2 separate regions of the Mus musculus genome follow, and region 1 is linked to region 2. A link is a contact called in public HiChIP or PLAC-seq data. All regions are on one chromosome and are shown on one strand. Each heading gives the region's core, a stretch centred on a gene start, on an enhancer-like site or on the middle of the called end of the contact. The rest is flanking DNA. Distances are from core to core; before and after follow the strand shown.

Region 1 (6,967 bases), core at 2,952-5,451, 91 kb after region 2:
GGAATTTAACACAAAACAGCAGCTGACCCGTTCTCAGAGTATAGTGAAGTTCAGGAAGGGGAGGGGCAAAACCCGGTTTTTAAGGTAGGGACAGTGAGGGTGGGGCCAGGCAGCGGAGCCTGTGGTACGGTTTGAGCAAAAGCTTGGAAGACTCAAAGGCCAGGGGCCTGCGTCCTCTTCTTTGCAGCCTGGGTGACTGTTTCATGATGGGTTTCTGGGTGTGTGTGTGTGATGTGCTCCCCAAGGAGAGTAATGGAGGCAGTGGCAGCCACTACAGAGGTCCCATGGGTGCTTGGTCTCCTGGGGTGGGGGTGGGGCAGCTTCTAAGACAGCTCCTGGTTACAGGAGGAGGAGGAGGAAGAGGAGGAAGAGTGTAGGAATGAGGCCTAGGACTTGAGGCTAATGAAGGGGGAAAATGTGATTACGCTGCAAGAGTCATTGCATGGAAAGGGGAACTCTCCCTCGCTTACACTGTCCAGCAGACAGGGACCGTCGACCCATTAAGAGAAGGAAGCAAGCACTCCCAGGGAGAGGAAGGAGCTCAGAGCACAGCTGTGTCTCTACTGTGGCATCAGAAGTCTCGGAGCCGGAGCCTCGGGAGCTTCTGTGAGTGTTGGTAGCTAGAGCTTTACAATTGTAGGAACTGGGCTCCGTTAGTAGAGGGCTTGCCTAGCATGCAGAAGGCCCTGGGTTTCATCCCCAGCTCCTCGCAAGCCAGGCATGGTGTCACACACACATGTTCCCATCACTAGGAGGGTGGAGGCAGGAGGATCAGAAGTTCAAGGTCATCCTTAAGTACATAATGGCTCGGAGGCCAGCCTGGGACATCTGAGACCCCAAACAAAATTAGAAGAAGAAAAAAAAGCAGAGACAAACCTGGGGCTTCATCCCACACAGGGCTGCACCTACCATGCTAGTTCCTTACAATAGACTCGCATAGGTTCTGAATGGCTAAAATTCTGCTTGCTTGAGCAGCTTTTAAAATAATTGAATGTAAAAAAATTTTGAGTTTGGTGCCTGAAGGCTTTTCAGCTACTGAGTCTCAGAGAAGAATAAACCACGTGGGACCAAAAGACAATGGTGCTTCTTGAGATGCAGCCAGGAGCCCAGGAGCTGCAGGAGCCACACTCTTGACTCCTGGATGCAGCCTTCCCACACCCTCTCAGGCTCCCTTCCAACAATGCCTTTCCTGAGGGTTTTGTTTTTTGGGTTTTTTTTTGGAAAGCCTGAACCATTCTTCAAACAAAGCCAATAAAGTCTGCCTTCCTTCTTCGCCCCTAGAGCTCCCAAACACCCGAGCAGACGCTCTCACCCGGGGAGAGGATGGCTCAACCTTTAAAGGGCGTTTTGCTCTCGCAGGCTCAGTTCCCAGCACCCACATGGTTGTTCACAATCACCCTTAACTCCAGCTTGAGGGGCCTGACTTCGAACACTGTGTGCATATGGCGCACAAATATACATGCAGGCAAACACTCAGATACATGAAATATAAAATAAAATGTAAAAAATAAATAAATAAATAACAACTGTAGATCCCACCACCAGGGAGTGCCCCTGGACTCTGCACCCTGCTTGAACATTCCCACCCATGACATTATATCCCAGTAACCCCATGTGACTTGGGTGGTGGTTTCTGAAGCTCAGGCTCAGCTGCAAGAGTGCATGGCATGCCAAAGTCTCCCACCAAAGGATACCAGAGCTTGGTATTCAACAGTCTTCTTGGACTGCTGGCAGGACTGAGGGACATGCTCGGTGTATTGGCTAAGATTTTGGAAGCTAAATGACAAAGCTCACTCTCTCCCCGTCCAGATCTTCTAAAGTAAAGTGTGTTCTTCATGTCACTGGGGAGTTAGGCTTGATCCAAACCCCTGCCTTCACATGCTTGCATGTAACACAGGGTAGCCACCAACTCTATACAGCTGACGATAGACTGAAACTCCTGATCCTCTGGTCTCATCTCCGGAGGGACAGTAAAGGCTTCTGGGTAGAAAATGAGCCGTGGTGAGACATCTCTCTATCTCTCTCTCCCACCATTCCCCCCACCCCGTGTGAGTGTGTGTGTGTGTGTGTGTGTGTGTGTGTGTGTGTGTGTGTGTGTGCTTGTTAGTATGAGTGTGTGGGGCAGGCTAATAGGAAGGGCAGCTCAGGAAGGCATTTGCATGGCCCCTGTCCTCTTCTGGCCTCAGACTTCCATCTGTAAAATGTAAACCTTCCAACTGACCCTGAGGGCCTTGTGGACTCTGTCACCCTCTTCCTGGACCCCCATGATCTAGAGCCCTGTCGTTTGAGTCTGGACCACATGAACCACGTCACCTGCTTCAGTCATCCAGGAACCCTGAGCTGCACTATGGGAGAGTTTGTAAGTGGCCAGGTCTGGGCACTGTGTCAACTTGCCCACCTCTTAGTTGGTAAGTATTGAACACTGCCATAGACCTTAGCACTGCCCCAGCTGTCTGGGCCCTCAACAGATCCACATACCCATGTCTGTGACACCAGCTAACACCCGGTGATAGCAGCCTATTATGGTCAGAAAGAAAAGACAAACCATGCAAGAAAAGATTCAAGTTCCCCAAATATGCTCAGGGTGAAGAAACTGCAGGGCTGAGGGCGAGTGACTGCCCTGCTGATGACCTAGCGGGTGGCGGTGCAAAGTGAGGCAACGCAGGTAAACAGCTCAGGTTATACACTGTTCGTGAAATCTGCTTGTCGGTGGCTTTCCATCCTGAACATGATCAGGCTCTGTATTGCTCTACAATTAATCAGTAAAGACTCGAGAATGAAGAGCCGCCCACCCAGACTTTGTAAGAGGCACTGGTGGGGTGGCAGTGGCGGTCTTGATCCAACTTATAAACAGACAGGTGGGTGCTAGCGAGTAATTTTCCTCTTCCCTGCACCAGATCAGGGATGCTAGTCAGGCACCGGCTGGAGTGAGGGCTACAAACGGGCGGAGACCAGCCCGTAATTACCAAAATAGAAAAAGAACAGCGTTTTGTAATGAATGACAAGCGGCTGAGTGGAAATCTAATTTGGTCTAATTAAGCAGCCTTTTGTGAGGATTTGTCTTTAGATGAAAAGAGGGAGCAAGGAGATCTAAATGCAAATGAAGCCCTTCTTGGGGTTTTAAAGAGCCAGTGAGACTTGGTCTGGCCTGGCGGCTTTATGGGGCTGTAAGTCTCTCCACTACACTTCAGTCCACCCTTGGGGGAACGTTTTGCTCCCCACTTTTTGTATCATTTTAAACTGGACAGCTTGACAAGGCCATCAGGGAGCTTCATCTTCTTCGGTGGCAGTGAGTGACAACATGCAGTGTTGCCCACCAGAGAAGATGACCTGAGCCTTGGAGTCCAGGATCAACATCCATGTTTGTGGACATATTTGTACATACATATGGAGGCCGGAAGTTGACATCAAGTATTTTCCTCTATAACTCTATGCCTTAGTTTGTCAGACAGGGTCTTTCAGTGAATCTGGAGCTCATGATTCAGCTAGGCTGTCTGGCCATTGAACCCTGGGGTATTCAGGCCTCTGCCAGTACTGGGATTGCGGGTGCAGAGTATCGAGCCAGGCTCAGGGGCACGGGGATGGATTCATGGCCTTGTGTTTATGCAGCAGACAGCCTACTGACGGAGACACCTTCTTACCCTCAGAATCCAGGGCTTTTAAGTGTGTGTTTGTGTGTGTGTGTGTGTGTGTGTGTGTGTGTACGCGTGCGTGCGTGTGTGTGCCACCTGTGTGTGGATAGGTGCCTATGGAAGCCAGAAGGTACAAGGTCTCCTGGAGCTGGAGTTATAGGCAGTTGTGTGCTAGGAACTGAACTTAGATCCTCTGGAAGAACAATGGGAGCTCTTAACCACTGAGCCATCTCCCCAGCCCCAGAATCCAAAATTTGTATTAAAAACTGGTGGTGGCACACGTTCTTAATCCCAGCCAGCATTCCAGAGGCAGAGGCAGGCAGATCTCTGAGTCTGAGGCAGGTCTAATCCACAGAGTGAGTTCCAGACAGCCAGGGCTACACAGAGAAATCGTGTCTCAATACAGACAAACGAATAAATACGACTGGTACACAGACATCACAGATATGGCTGGCCTCCTCGGAGGTTGAACTTTAAACTTTGATTTTGGTCCTTCCAAAGGTTAGCTGACACTGTGTGGTCCACAGCCCCCACTACAAATTGCGTTCCTACCCTGGACAAACTGGTATGAATGCAGACCTTTGAACTAGGTAGGATGAGAGGTTATAGGTCATCACCCAGGAACTGGGCTAGGGTCAGGGTTTTATTGGGAACGTGCAGAGGGTTGCCAACAAAGGTCTACTAGACTAACCCACAAAATATGTGAAGCAGGCCAAAGCTGGTTAAGCTAGCCCCTCACCCTGACCCCATCTCCAATCAAATGTTTTTCTTTGTTCCCAAGTAAAAGTGCACGTGTTTGGGCTTTTTCATATACGGGGCTAGAACTAGCTGAATGCGTGTGACAGTGGATGGCTGTGACACTGATCCGAGCTTGACCACAGTTTCTCCTTCCCTCTCTAGCCTACCCGGTCCACCATCCCTCCTCCTCTCCCTCTTTCCCTCCTCCTCTTCTCCTCCTCCTTTTTGTTTTGATCCAGGGTTTCAGGTAGACCAGGCTAGCCCTGGCCTCACTGAGGATAAGCTGAGAATGGGGCTGAACGTCTGATCCTCTCGCCTTCATCTGCCAACTGCTGGCGTTACCGGTGAGCACCGGCGTCCCTGGCGCATGTGATGCTGGAGGTGGATTTGGAGCTTCCTGTGAGCATGCTAAGCAAACTCCACCAACTAGGAGCTCCATCCCTAGCCCTAGAGCTCCTCTGCCTGTCTGTCTGTCTGTCCAGATCGTTCTTGTTTTACCCCTCAGTGTCTGTTTGGCCTGTAGAGGACCCTAGAATGGGAGCTAAGAGCAGGGACTTCAGATGGATGTGGAGAGAGCGAAGGCACAGAGCACTGTATGGGAGAAATACTTAAACATGTCTGTTTGAAGTCAGAAGTCTGAGGCCAAAGCCTCAGCTTCAAGGTTCCTGTCCCACCTCAGCCAGCAGCCCTCATCTGTCTGCTTCTGACCACACCAGTCTAGTTTCTGCCTGTCTCATACAGCTCTACTCCAGAGTACATGTCTCAAGTCTTACCTTCTTTTCCCTATCGAAACACCTGTCACCTTAGATGGAGTGTGGCATCCCAAGAGCCTTTACCGATGACATCTGCAAACACCCCATTTGTCCATAAGGTCACATTCACAGAGATTAGAATTAGGATGTGGATGTATCTTTTCAGAGGCCACTATTCAACTCCCACATCTCTGACCACGAGGCACCATGAAGCTTAATCCTATCATTTGGGGGAGGTTGCTACGATCTCTGTGTGGACAGCCACTCTGTTGACCCGCCCAGTGCAGTGGCCAACGCAACGCAAGATGCATGATCCCTTGGGTTCTAACCTCCTCAGAAATGGTTCTCTGTAGTTTCATGTTTAATTCTTTATTCTTCCTGACTCTCAGTGATGGGTGCCTTTCCCTCTTCTCTCAACCCGACTCCTGGTGTCCTCTTTGACCGGGTCAATCAGCTTATAAAATACAGAGGGAAACCCAGACAGGGTTATCTCAGGAGGTTTTCCCCAGCATCCCCTCTGCAGGATAATGGCTTTGGGCTTCAGTGAGCAGAGGTCCTGTATTCCCTGACTCTGAATGGCCTCGGTGGCGGGGCCTGAGGTGAACACAGCCATGAGATCAAGAATAAAGCACAGCTCTGACCCAGACTTGTTTCCCAGGTGCCAGCCTTTCCTCCCTGCCCTGTGTGGCCCGGGGAAGCTCGTCATCCTTTGCTAGACGCCTGGGACTTGTGGGTGTTCAAGGCCAGGCTGAGGCTTTCAAAGACCATGCCATTGCTAGACAGCCGAAGTCAGTTCCTCCCCCCTTGAGGATCTCAGGCTCCAGCAATGTCATCCACAGGTGACAAAAACCTTCTCACTAGGTCAACTCTACTCAAATGATAGTTAAGAAGGGGTTTTTTCATTGTTGTTGTTTGTCTAAAATGACATTGCCTTCATGTGAAGCAACCTGGGATGCTCTGTGCATTTTTACTATTCTACAGCCCAGAATTCCCACAAGAAATCAAATATAAGCCTCTTTAAGAAGCTTTAAATAATTTTTGAGCTTATTGACTTATTAAAATGCAGCTTAGAACACGCCTTCCACACGATCCTTTTACAAGGGTCAGGGATGTAACTGTCGAAGGAACAAGATTAGAAGGTCGGGTGGGAAAGGCAGCTGTACCCAGTTTTGTCTACTTCAGAGATAATGTCCACACACCCACTTGTCACCAACTTGATACCCCCCTAACCATTCTCTCTGTGCGGAAGCGTCTCCCGCTGAGTCCCCTCTCTGTTCCCTTTGCAACTGGACCCCAGCGGTTTCATCTGTGAGCAGCCTCTGGTTCTAAGGATGGGACTCTCTCTAAGATGCCTTTGTTATCAGCTTCAAAGGGCTTGGAACATTCCAGGGGCAGCCTTTGATCCCGCAGACTTGAGTGACATGAACCAGCCGGGAAACGCCAGGCCACGTTTATCCCATTTCACTCTGGGTGCAGATCCTCCCTGGGGTGAAGGGGGATCCAGGGCCACAGCTGAGGTGTGACTGCACAGGCTGGGTGCACAGACATTCACATGGGCGATGACTGAGAAACAGAGTCAATGGGAGCGAACACCAAGAAAGCCAATCTTCAAGGCAAGGCATCCACTTAGTCCTCCTCGAACCAAGGAGGCAGACCTGGGGCGGAGCCCAGGGGCGCCAGCTGCACAACCTTGACCATGCCATCAGTGCAAATGGGGGAGGCCAAAGAGAAAATGCCTCTGAGATGAGGATGTGCTCAGCTTACTGATTTTGTGGGTCCAAACTGGAAGACTGGGGTAATTTCATATGGTTCATCAGAAGCCTCGCCCTGTATTTGACAAGAAGA
Region 2 (7,175 bases), core at 3,946-6,445:
GACTTAGGGCACAGTGAGTCTTTTCTCAGAGCCTCAGTTTCCCAACTTTTGCAGGTTGGGGGCGACCCAAGGCTCCAGAAGCGCCCAACCGATCCCGCCCCACAGCGAAACCTCACCTGCGGTTCTGGTACCAGGTCTTGACCTGCGTGTCGGTGAGGTTGAGCGAGGCGGCTAGCTCCATGCGGTCTTGCACGCTCAGGTATTTCTGCCGCTCGAAGCTACGCTCCAGCTGCGCCAGCTGATGGTCGGTGAAGGCGGTGCGTGCTTTGCGTGGCTTTTTCAGGCGCACCGGGGGACTGTCCCGAGAGCTGGAGATCTCGCGGTCGCCCTCCTCCTTCACTGCGGAGACACAGAAAGCATGTCAGGGCTTCCTCGGGTCCCAGTCGTCAGAGCAGAGACCTCTGGGGTCCCATAGCACCCAAGCCCTTGGGGATGCTACGGCCTGGCCATCGGAGCCAGGATTCCCAGCCTGCAGAAGGGTGTGAACTATGAGCGAGGAGGAAACGGTGTAGGAAGTGAACGGGGCCAAAGCCGCTGGCAGCTCCCTGAAGAAACTCAACCCTTTTTCTCCCGCCTCACTCCCCCACACCGGGGGAGGGGGAGATAAAGACTGCCAGGGGCAGACCGGCCTAATGTGTCACTGGCCGAGAATGGATTTCTGGAGGATAGTCTCCCTCGTTTGGGCGCAAAGCTCGCGTAGAGAAACAAAACCCTATTTGTTCCTCAGCATCCCATCGTCTCGAAGGGAACATAATTGTGCCCACGCCTCACCGACCTTGCGTTAGCCAGGAATCTACAGAGATGGCTTCCTAGACCAGTTTCGAACTAAGCGGATGGAAAGCCGGCATGGTCGGCATCTGAGAGCGCTCGGAGCTGCGAGAAATACCTATGTTGTCCCTGGGCACGAAGGGCTGCGTGCATCGCAGAGGTCCCGGCTTCGCTGTGCCCACTGTGGCTCCCAACCCACCCTCGCTACAGCCCTCGGTTGGGCAAATGGCCATCTGTTCCCGGCTCCTGAGGTCCACCGTAGACAGGACAAAGCTAGATTAGTTCGTTTTCCTCTATTTTCGTTGGGGTTGACTTAACAGAAAACACACGTTTAATTGAACAAGTTGGGCATTCCCATCTCCATCTCCCAAGGAAAGATTGGAACAGAATAGTCCACTTCTCCCAAAATAACCCTCTAGACTGGGGCTCCCGCCCACCCTACCCCTGCTTTCTTTATCTTCTTTTACGGTGAGTTTCATTCATTGTGCGGGGCATTTGCCATGACAGGGTTCAGCTGAATGTGAGGTGATTTTTCTCTGTAGGAAACAATAATCCGGTTAATTGAGCCACTGGGGAGGGAGGCTTTTCAGCCGGAATGGCTGTGCTTCGCGACAGGGAGGGAGCCTGAAGCCCTAGCACCGGAGCGCCGGAGTCCCGGAGTAACTGCCCCAGACGGCCTTCGGCCTTCAGCTTTCGCCTCCACTGGGAGGCTTTGGAGCCCGCAGGGACAAAAATGACTTTTCTCCCTTGAAAGCCTAAAACTTATCCTTATTCAGACCTCAAACTTGATATTGCAGAAATCTTACTTTACCCCCTAATTATTTGGACTATTGATAACAATCGGCCATCCCGCTGGAGTGGTCGGTTGTTTGTTTTTTAGACTTTCTTCCTTTCCGAGCTCTGCTGGCGCCTTCGGGACTCCTGCAGTTCTGGCTGTCTATCTTGTGTCCAATTTTTTAGAGTTCGGCCTCAGAGCCGCACTCCATCTCCATCGTACTAGAGCCTGGGGACCAGAGATCTTTGGTGGGGTGAAGCCTGGTTTGGTTTCTCTAAGAGCCCAGAGCTCCAGTACTGTTGCCACCCGCGCTACCTCCAAAGCCCTGTTCAACTTCAGTAATTACTGTTTAAGAAATCTTTCACACCAGAAACTTGTGATGAGACTGGCCTGCTCCCCACCCCTGCCTGCAAGAACAAAATGACTCAGTGGTTTGTGGCTGTGGTGAAGGACTTAAATGCCCCTCTGGGCTGGCTCCTGTGTCTGTCTCTCAGTTTAGCTTCCTAAGTCAGACTTTGCAAAAGTCACCCCTGTTTGAGATGTGTGCTAGGCATGCTCTCTCTCTCTCTCTCTCTCTCTCTCTCTCTCTCACACACACACACACACACACACACACACACACACACACACACACAACCATTCACTTCAGAGACTTTTGTTAAGGGCAAAAGCAACAGCCAGTGCCTAGGGGTGGCTGGAACTTTCTACAGCATCTCTGCTCCAAACCCGTTTAAGTGATACTTAGCCGGCTCTCCGCTCTCTCATCATCTCCCTCCTCAGATATCATCAGGGACAGGAGAAGAAAATTGATATTCCAATTATCTTAAACGAAATGGAATCTCTCCTCAAAATCCTGCTTAGGGGCAAAACCATAAAAGGAAGTAACTTGTTTGTACAGCAGTGCTGGACCCAATGGCTCTTTGCCCTAATCATGAAACTAGGTAGAGATGGTTACAAATTGTAAGTAATCACACACACACACACACACACACACACACACACACACACACACACACCTCTCTCCAAGGTGAGTTCTCTTTGCCTCTCTAAACAGGCCCCTGGGAAGGGGGAGGCAAAAGGGCCAAGTTTCCAAAAACACCTTCTTCTGCGTGCTGAGTTTGGAACTGGGAGCATTCTAGATATTGTGGTTCCACAGCCTGGTTGAAGGCCGCCTAGCCATTTCTACTAAGGGAAGAAGAGAGAAAGGAGACCAGGACCTGATGGGCTTCGGTTTGGAGCCTGGGTCTACCCTCAGAGGAATTCTTGGTTGAAAAGAAGACTCAAGAGACTCTAACTAAATTTTGTGAAATTTAGCACAAATAGAGACCAGGAGGTGCATGCAGCAATGACGCTGTCTTCATGGCATAGCATTCACCTGAGGAAGAGGCTTGGGGGATCTATAGTTGTAATAGTTACAAGTCCAGGAGCAGTCTCTACCAGGACTTGATTTTCTGCTGCTTGGCAAGAGAGCTCCATCCCCTGATACCTTTGACACTCTGTGGCCTCTGCCACTTCACTTCTCCTGGGAAAGAACTTTGAGCTCCTGGACCCAATAAGCAGCTAAAGTCAAGGCAGAGCCATAAAGAGAAGATACAAAACTAAGCAACCTCTTTCTTCTCTCCTCCCTCCCCTCTTCTCTCCTCCCTCCCCTCTTCTCTCCTCCCTCCCCTCTTCTTTCCTTCCTTCTCTTCCTTTCCTCCGTCCATTTAATACCACTTCAGCTCCCTTCGTTAAGACAGAATGAAGAGGGAGCCATCACAGAGATTCCCAAAGAGAAAGTAGGACTAACTTGATAACCACTCAGAAATCTCTGGGTCCTGGCCACAGCCTGGTGACCACTGTTCAACCCACTGAAGACCCAAGTCAGAGAGAGCTGCTGTGTAGGTATGGCATTCTTCCCCCTCCGCCTCAGCCTCAGACCCTAATCCAGCCAGCCACCTGGCCTCTCTCTTTCTGCATGGTTCGCAGGCCTAGACTACACCACACTCAATGGGTGGGGAGGCCCACCTTTTCCTCTTTTGGGAAAATTCAGATTAAAAGCTAGACAATTTGTACTGTACTAAGGGCTCTGATGGGAATTTCCTACCAGGCTCTCACTCCAACAGTGCAGCAGCCTCCAAGCTATGCACTGTTGCAAGCTCTCCTCCCAGGGATCCTCAGAAGGTGAGGCTCTTGCCAGAGTTTGCTTTGTACACCTGGGGAGGCTTGCTCTCCTCCACACACAGTATCCTCCCCAGCTTCTCCGAGCCACACACGCTGAACTCTTTGTTGCTCCAGGACCTCAACCTTTGGAGCTGGTAGAGAGGTCTAGAGGAAAACCAACTCTCGGCCCCGGCCTGAGAGATCCTGGAGATGACTATGTTCCTGTCTCCAAGTGTGTGCTCTCAAGTTTTACATGTCACTTTTTAGAACCCACCCACCCCGCTTTTCCCCTTAGTTTCTTACCTTTGTACTCAGAGTCTGATGAAGCGCTGCTGACACTTTTGTCCAGCTTGTCTCGAAAGTCCTCCCCGGCCTTGGCCGCAAGGCGGCCCCCAGGCTCAGGGGCTGCAGGCTGCCCACTGCTAGAGTAGGGTGCACAGGCCGCGAGAGGTTTGCAGTCAGCAAGGATGTCCCTGATCAGAAAGGAGGAGGTGACAGTTCGCGACTGGGCTGGGGCTGAAAGCTGCCCCGGTTGCAGGTGAGAGTCCAAACCTGGGCCAGATGCTGCACCAGGCCGCGAGGTACTGGTCTCCAGACAGTCTCTTCCGGGCGAGGCTGGTGAAGAGCAGTCGCTACTGCTCTCTGAGCGTGGACTCAGCTCCAGGGGTGAACGGCAGTCCCCAAGCAAGGGGTCCCCCTTGGGAAGGGCGGGGCTGCCCGCTCGGTGGGAGAGAATGGAGTCAATCCCAAAGCCATTAGAGCCTTCCATAGCCAAGCTGCAACCTGTCCTCCCCAAAAGCTCCCCACCCACCCCCAACCCCAGCCGCCGCTGCCCCTGCCCCTAGCTGCGGGCTGGCATGGGGAAGGCGGGCAGGGAGCCTGTGGGCACCTTGGACGGAGTTCAGCCTTGGGGGAGCCCGGGAGCTCTGGGCCAACCTCCTCTGCGCATTACATCCAAAAGGGCTCAACGCGTCTTCTGCAGCACCGCGCCGAGCCGCCGAGCCGAGGGGGGGTGGTGGTGGGAGTGTCAGGAGGAATGGGAGGAGGGCGCGCCAAGTTGGGGAGAGCCAAAGGGTAGAAGAACGGCCCGAGGATCCCTTAGGCACAGAAGAAACACGAGGTTGATGGAATCTGAATAAAGATCGTCTTTTGAAAAAACAAAATCCAAACCGCACGCTTCCTCCAGGCAAACGGTAGCCCAGGGCAGGGGTCAGCACGGCCGATAGCAACCGGCCGGGGCCGCGTTACGGGCAGGCAGAACAGAGCGCACCTGGAGGCCTCAGCACCGCGGACAGCGACAGCGGCCCCGGGATCGAGCAGCCCCACCTGGCCCCGGAGCTCCTGCTCGGCCCCGCCAGCACCGTGGACAGCGCCCTGCGGCTCCCACCGCAGCTCTCACCTGTCCTCCGCGCGCGCCTTCGCCGCCACCCCCACTTCCTTTAAAAAAAAAAAAATCGAACTTGGGTCACTTTTACTTTAGGACTGGCTTTTTTGTTGTTGTTGTTGTTTCTCTCTCTCTCTCTCTCTCTCTCTCTCTCTCTCTCTCTCTCTCTCTCTCTCCTTTTTTTTTTTCGTTGTGTTGTGTTTTTTTTTTAAAGGGGACTCACCCACGTGTCCCCGGAGTGATGACGCTGATTGGTTCGGGCCGATTTTGGGGGTGATGTCACGTCTCTACAACCCGCGGCCCGATTCTTTTCCAGTTTGATTAAAAGAGACACTGAATTAATTACAGCACAGACCTAACTATTTACCGGCGATTTCCACACAGTTTGCTTTCATTAGGTCAGCGATGACGCCTCTAATGAAGATGATTAGCCAAGGGGGGCAGGGACCGACCGGTGGGAGGAGGGCCAGCTGGGCTGCGTGGCCTGGAGTTTGGATGTTGGGCCTTGAAAGCCTTCTCCTGAGCTTGTCCACAATTATTCCAACTACTTGACCGAACCGGGATCCTATCTACATCCCCTTTCTTCCTCCTAATTTCCCTTCCTCATCCCACAAAATGGCAGCATAACCCAGTGGAGAAAAGACGTGGATGTGTAGGGAATCCTTTTCCTAGTACAAGAAGCATTTAAAATTTTATTTTCAGGGTGTTTTGCTTGGGTTCTAGGTCTCTTCACTCTCTCTCTCTCTCTCTCTCTCTCTCTCTCTCTCTCTCTCTCACACACACACACACACACACACACACACACACACACGCCATGTAGAACACCACAATTCTCTCCTTGCCTCTGGGCCTACTGGGCCTGCAGAAGGTTAGGACTGATGTCTTTTGGAAAAGAGACCAGAGTGAGGCCTAATTCGGAGGCGAGAGCTGAACCGTGGGAAAGATCAAGTCTGGAGCGTTAAGGGGACCCACGGATTTGACTGTGGCCTGAGCGAGGCGGCACAAGAAACAAGGCAGTGACCTCTTCATCCCCAGTCAGTGGCCTCTCTAGGGCGTATGTCCTGAGAAGCTAGTGTTTTTTGGATAAGTGTGTGTGTGTGTGTGTGTGTGTGTGTGTGTGTGTGTGTGTGTGATGTACCTTTAGACAGGACAATGCAAGTTCTGAGCTAGCACGAGGATGTCTAAGGCCGACCGTGGATAGCCTGGACTCTTCTTTCAAGGCAGTGCTAAAAATGAAGATTGGGACTTTCCCTCTTCGCCCTCCGGACCGCGCTCTAGTTCCGCTCCTTTGTGGGATCAGCCACTGCTAGTGCAGGGGCCCCGGTCTCCAAGTAGCTGCAACGGGTCAGGGGCCTGGATTCTCTGGGCTCAGCTCCAGGGTGGACGGTGCCCTGGTCTGCGAGAGAGCGGAGTTGCGCATCTGGGCAGCAGGGGCCCCGCGGCTCGCGGGGAGTCCAGACTTTCCTCTTCGGCTCGCCCCTAACCCTCGTTCTTGGCCCCTGGGAAACTATCCGTGGCCCGCGTCCGGCTCGGCGACCAAGGCCGCCGTAGAATCGTTCAGCGCCGCAGCCCGCAAACGCGATCTCGGCCGGGAGTGGCCCCTCGAAGCGAGCAAAACGGAAACTTTGTCCTCTGCCGGGATGGGCCAGCGGTGGCCTCGCGCCCGGCTCCCCGCGCGCTCCCTCTGCTCCGGTCGGCAGATTGGAAGCGGCCGGGCTATCGGCCGGGCTGGGAGCGAGGGCCCGCTGCTCCCGGGGGACTGCGGGTGGAGCTCGGCTGCAAGCTGTCGGGGAGGCGGGAGGGCGGGGGCCCCGGCCGGAGCTCGGCGGCCCCAGCGCTGGGCGCCTCCCGCTGGGCCTTGCCTGTCTTTCTTTTCAATTTGGTGGATGGGGATGCGGAGTCGTCATAAATCACCATGAGCGAGATGTCTTGGGGCCTTCCCTGCCAGCCTCCAGCTTGGGCTTCTCTGCCGCTGCAGGAGGGTCTCTATCCGGTCGCCCACACCTCTGCTGCTTCTCACCTTATGAGGACTCATTTTTCGTAGCACCCTAGGTCCACATGAGTTGCAGATACCTCACTCTTTTGGGACCTGTAAGCATTATAGTC

What was found. HiChIP or PLAC-seq counts read pairs in DNA pulled down with a chosen protein or histone mark.
Region 1: an H3K4me3 HiChIP or PLAC-seq map of embryonic basal ganglia shows a contact between it and region 2, with 2.0 times the contacts expected there. The contact joins the enhancer-like site here to the promoter of Barhl1 in region 2. A contact is called at or near these places in 11 of 39 promoter capture datasets (the 3T3-L1 cell line, the HPC-7 cell line, cranial neural crest and 7 more), 1 of 15 datasets of contacts at CTCF or cohesin (embryonic stem cells), 3 of 484 Hi-C or Micro-C datasets (2-cell embryo, haploid embryonic stem cells and myocytes), 7 of 115 datasets of contacts at active chromatin or transcription factors (embryonic basal ganglia, embryonic midbrain, embryonic stem cells and 2 more) and 4 of 9 other capture datasets (adipose tissue, embryonic stem cells, liver and 1 more).

The regions. Positions count from the first base shown.
Region 1 is chr2:29,003,715-29,010,681 of GRCm38.p6, forward strand. The region is part of intron 1 of Cfap77 (cilia and flagella associated protein 77); the gene reads right to left. Among named protein-coding and RNA genes, the nearest start is that of Cfap77, 48 kb to the right of the region's middle. Within about 2 kb of position 4,202, at least 5 of the 459 cell types and tissues checked have an H3K27ac peak or open chromatin away from gene starts, as enhancers often do. A contact at or near this core is called in embryonic basal ganglia and liver, where this site is marked.
Region 2 is chr2:28,911,226-28,918,400 of GRCm38.p6, forward strand. Barhl1 (BarH like homeobox 1) reads right to left here and starts at 5,196. Exons shown (of 3, transcript NM_019446.4): 1 at 3,989-5,196; 2 at 117-339. The coding sequence starts at 4,454.